2 separate regions of the Thunnus thynnus genome follow, and region 2 is linked to region 1. A link is a contact called in public Hi-C data. All regions are on one chromosome and are shown on one strand. Each heading gives the region's core, a stretch centred on a gene start, on an enhancer-like site or on the middle of the called end of the contact. The rest is flanking DNA. Distances are from core to core; before and after follow the strand shown.

Evidence for each region. A called contact is a pair of places that touch in the nucleus more often than the background predicts.
Region 2: a contact with region 1 is called in a Hi-C map of heart, with 3 times the contacts expected there. The contact joins the promoter of lbhl here to the promoter of rbm7 in region 1. A contact is called at or near these places in 2 of 3 Hi-C or Micro-C datasets (heart and muscle).

What each region holds. Positions count from the first base shown.
Region 1 is chr7:11,071,637-11,074,341 of fThuThy2.1, forward strand. rbm7 (RNA binding motif protein 7) reads right to left here and starts at 1,376. Exons shown (of 5, transcript XM_067594273.1): 1 at 1,178-1,376; 2 at 725-887. The coding sequence starts at 1,270.
Region 2 is chr7:11,350,326-11,353,038 of fThuThy2.1, forward strand. It overlaps lbhl (LBH regulator of WNT signaling pathway, like), which reads right to left and starts at 1,447. Exons shown (of 4, transcript XM_067594291.1): 1 at 1,062-1,447. The coding sequence starts at 1,153.

The sequences.
Region 1 (2,705 bases), core at 126-2,625:
AGTGCACAATTCTGCTAATTTTACCTGTGGTTTTCAATATCAAACTGGGTGAAATGATTTCATTATGTATCAGTGCTTTTTGAACATTTTAACATACCATGATAATTTTGGTCACTATAATTGTGATATTAAATTTTTATACCGTTTCATCTCTACACAATAAGTTCACAAACTGTACATATTATGTGTACACAAGAACAGAGCAGGTCAATTGGCTAAATATGGGCCACTTTCCAATTGAAGATAATTGTATAAAATCCAAATATTGGCTGTAGCTGCTAATTTATATGCTACGTTTTGTTTCCCGAATTATAAGAAACGTTACGAGAGATGAATGTGTCTTGCTGAGCACAATTTAACTTATGTAAATGTTTAGATGATAAACAGATGAGTATATACTAATTAAAGTAAAATTGATAAGACTTTTAGGACACCTGCGTGTTCTGTTAGTGTTTCCAACATCTGCCGTAACCACGACAACCACGACACATTCGGCTAAAAGTCACCAGTTAACACAGTCACAAGTTAAACCGAAACACCTGCTGCCACACAACACTGAACCAAGACCGAATCGATTTAAAGTGAAAGGACACCTACAAGTTTAGGCTGCTACTTTGACTCTGCTTTACTATAATTAAGATTAAAAGAAAAACGCTGCATATAATGACGTATATGAGCAACTGTCAAAACTGCTCACCGGTTGAAAATAAAAACGTGAACTTACCTGATCTGAACTGCACATGGATAGCTCTGCCGAACAGCGATGTCCCGTTCAGTAGCTGCATGGCGTATGGCACGGACACTTCGTGTTTGTAAACGGCGAAACCAAATGTTTTCTGTTTCCCATCAGAGTCTTTTGGGATTTTGGTTTTGATGAGAGGTCCTGCCTGCAAAAACAATCTGATTAATGTTGTGCACAAACAGCGACTGCAGCTAACGACAGCTAGGTTAGCCAGCTAGCCTAAATGAATCAATAACATCTCTTAAAATTGTCCGCAGCGTATACAAAACAAACATTAGCGTGATACAAGTGACGTTATGTGAAGGAGCTTACTACAAAAGCCTATCACTTCATAATATATCACTTTTGGGTAATTTCAATTTAACACTTTCGCTCGGTTAGCATTCTGTGTGTGATGCTAGCTATGTGTAGCGTTAATGTTAGTGACAACAGCACCTGTAAAAACAGTTCAAACAAAAGTTCCTCCGTCACTCTTGAATCTAAATTCCTTATGAAGAGTGTCCGATCCGCTTCATCCTCTATTCCCATCGTATTTAAGCAAGTACTGGCTCTCTCCAAGCGATGCAAACGTTCAGCGTAAAAAAGCGCTCAGTGAAATATAAACGGAAGGCCCTGTGTTGCCGTAAAGTGAAATGTCGTTACATTTGGCGATTTTTTTTTCTAGGATGACGAAGTCATGACCCGCCCTACTCTGCCTCTGATTGGCTTGACTAGATATTCTTACCTTAATTCTAACCAATTTCACTCCTCATGCCGAAACCTAACCAACCCAATAAATTAAAGCAACGAATACTAGCGAATCAGAGGCAGAATAGGGCGGGTCATGACTTCGCCATCCTAGGAAATAAATTTGGCTTATAGTTGAGCTTCCGTTGTGATGAACAGAGGGTATTTTACGACACATTGAACAATAAGGCTGGAAAATGTCTCCCTGTGCTGAATTGAACATTTTATTATATCCATTATATATCAATGGTTATTCCGTCTAAAGGGATAGACATGATAAACATGTTTTATTTTTTACATAATTATAATAGATGACAGTTCTCTTATATGATTACTGAGAATGAGTTTTTGTTTTCTTTCTTTTGCGCTACAACAGCAGTCTACAACAACGAAAAACAACACAGATGACGACAACACAGAGCTGCTTAAAACTACAATGAAGATTTGATGTTTAATGCAAACTACTTATTTTTATAACTAGACTACTAGGGCTTCAACTTTCACGATTGGCAGTCTAATCTATTGATTAGACTTTTTGTTTGATCAATTAATCGAAATGCCTGTTACAATTTCTCAGAGATCAAGCTGATATCACCAAACTGCTTGTTTTGTCTGTTTTTGTCAATATAAAACCTAAAGATATTTCATTCACTAAAAAAGAAAAGCAGAAAATTTAAGAAGCTGAAACCTAAGAATGTTTGGCATTTTTCTTTGATAAATGACTTAATAAATTAATTGTCTTTGTTTTTGTTTGTTTTGTTTTGTTTTTGTTTGTGTGCTTTAGTTGTTTGAATTGCATGCCATTTACAAGTGCAATGTATAGTACTAACACTTGTTAAAAGACACCCAAGAGAACAGTAAAAAACAGTGATTTTCACAGCAGACATTTTGTATGGTTTTCCTCTTCTCTTCTCTTCTCTTCTCTTCTCTTCTCTTCTCTTCTCTTCTCTTCTCTTCTCTTCTCTTCTCGTCTCGTCTCTTCTCTTCTCTGCCTGTTTCAGTTCCTCTGACTGCCTGCTGGCTGTTGCACACTGATAAGGTTTTCTTATTTTTCTTACCCTGTAGCTCACTCTGATTGGGTCACTGGCTCAATTGCCTAGAACCAAGCGCTTCTGGTATTGGCGACATCATAGCCTGTGGAGGTCAAGTGAGAGGCTTAACTTCCACCCTAATCAGATGGGCCACGGTGTCTGCCCCTCATATTAATTATATCAATTTAAACTGTAATGATTTTCTC
Region 2 (2,713 bases), core at 197-2,696, 280 kb after region 1:
TACAAAAAAACGATACTTTATGAATAAACCAAAATGATGTGAAAATGGCTGGTTTGTAGATAATGAATTAATGAAGGCTCAGTGAAATGATAAAATAAATTCTATCTCACGGGAAGATTAAAAAGGTTTTATTCCAACTGACCGGCACTAAAAGACACGTCTTCGTCACTATCCACAGTCACTAAACAGCTAAGATTAGTGTAATCAGGAACAAGAAACACCTACCTCACCTATACTTTGTGCTAGTAAACTTAATAGCAGTGGTGACTATTTACTGTCCTGTTTCCATCACTGAAACTATTTGCTATCACTTTCTCATTTCATTACTGGCAAGTTTGACTTCTTTGTATTTTTGGAGTCACTTTTGTGTCCATTTTAATTCAAAGGATGACACATTGGCAACAATCTTAGTAAAAGTCTTTTAAAGGTTTCTTAGGAACATGCTGCTCATACGCAATGAATGAAGTAGTGCTGAGGGGACACCACAGCTGGCCACAAGGTTTTCCTGTTGTTGTTTTCCTGTTACACTTCTCTAGCATCATTAGAGTTGTACTGTTATATGATTATTAACACGAGTAATATATCTTGTATCAGGTGGACTGATAGCACCATTTCATCATCATCATCAGAACATCTGTTCATCACTTCACAACCACAGCAAACTCTCATAAAGGTGACGACCTGCGGTGACCCTCAAATACCTTCAGAAGGCTTTCACATTCACACAGGAAGTGACATAGAAACGCATTTGCACACCTGACCACATATGAAGAGATGGTTTCTGGAAGGCACAGAACCTTCTACATCTGTTATGTAATGAATTATAATGACCCATCTTGTCCAAAACACTCAAACACTTAAACTCATCTCTACCTGCTGACTTTGCCTGATTTTATCTTCATGTCACCACAGAAATTGATCTACATCAAGTGTGAACTTTCACTATAGCTATTTTGTGCGCATTTGTGGACATGAAGGGAAATTCTGCCGGAAATACCCCGCAGAATTTCTTAGTATGAATTAGTGCCTCTAAAAACACACAAACGACAGCAGCTTCTTACCCCTCAGTTGCAGTCAGGCAGATGTCTTCTTCATCTTGGCACAGCTCCACAGTGGTGAAGCCCGGCTCCTCCACAGCAGGTCCAGACGGCATGAGAGGGGGTGCAGCAGGAGGTGAGCAGCTCCCACAGCATTCCCCCTCCGCAGAGCCCTCACTGAGGCTTTTGGCCTCCAGGGCGAAGCCTGGATAAGGGGGTGCAACACCCTCAGGTGTTCAGCAGAAGCTCAGGAGACGGAGGAGTGTCTAATGCCCTTTGTCAGTTAGGACAGCACCTGTCTGGCTTGTCCGGGGTCAGTGCTGAGTTTGAATTTGTCTGCTAGCCCAAAGCCTGCATGCGCTCCCTTGTCTCCTGTATCCAACTTCCTTCCTCATGTCTCTCTCAATATCCCTCCCTGTCCCACCCCACCCTACTGCCAGGCTTTGGAGAGGAGCGGGATTAACGTCTCTTTCGATTACAGAGACTGGATGGGTGACGTCAGCCAGGCTTGACAGTCCCCTCTGATGAGTTGGCACACTGGGTCGCTGGTGCATCTGTAAAGAAGCATATAAAGGGTGCACAGATGGCACATGGCCCCACTGTTGATGGAAGCTAAGTTTATTGAACTGCTCACAAAATGGTCAAGAAGTTCAGCAGCAACTTAATTTGATGTCCTCTCTACTTCCCTCATCCTGTGTGTTTGTCCACCATGTCTCCCTCTCTCTCTGTTCTCAACTGTGTGTGTGCCGTTGCTCCATCAGTGGATTTAGATTTGGACGATTCATGGAATTAGCCCAGGGATCAAGGGCTCAGGGATGGGGAGGGGATAGATAACATGGCAGCAACTATTGCTAAACAGATAGAGTTCTGTTAACAGCAGTATGTAATCCCCTCTGTGGGTTAAGTCAGTAGGCTATATATGGAACAAGGTAGTGAGGAAACCGGCACAGCGTGAAGGACATCGTGCCTCTGCTGAACTTTGGAATCCTATTAATTTTCCAACATTTGTAATAGAATATACTTTATACACATGACCACAAGGGCGGTAAATTGTAAAAAAAAATATAATTAAAAAATTTAATTGAAAACATTATTCAATGAAAATAAGATTGGTGTGTCAAACTACTTGCTGGTAAGTAAGCAAGAGAAAGGCATCATCAGTAGCGTATTATAGACAAAAGATACAGAAGTGCCATACACCATTTAAGATTTTGAAAAGTATAATTGTGTTTAAAAGCAAAAACAAGGCCCAGAAAGGCACAGGTGGAAATATTAAAGCCAACATGCACAATATCAAGGCCCTAGAACTGGTACATGCATACATAGGTTTTGTAAGCCACTGTTTTTACTTCATCTGAGGAGAAAAGAAAATCAACACACTGCAAAGACTTGAACAGCAAATATGTGTATGCTAATGGTTAATCTGGTTTATTCACTATGGAAGAGTAGTTGCCTTCACAGCTAAGCTGAACACCGCTCACAGCACCCCATACTGCTCTGGTACACAGGCGTCTTCACCTGCATCGTGGACGGCCTTTATCATTTCACTGTGCACATGTAGATGGGCTCAGTGTGCCATTTTTACGAATGGAGAGAATTTGGCCTTGGTGTATCACACTAGTCTTCCAGACAAATGTAACCAAGTTGCCAGTATCAGCAGTATAGTGCAGCTGTCT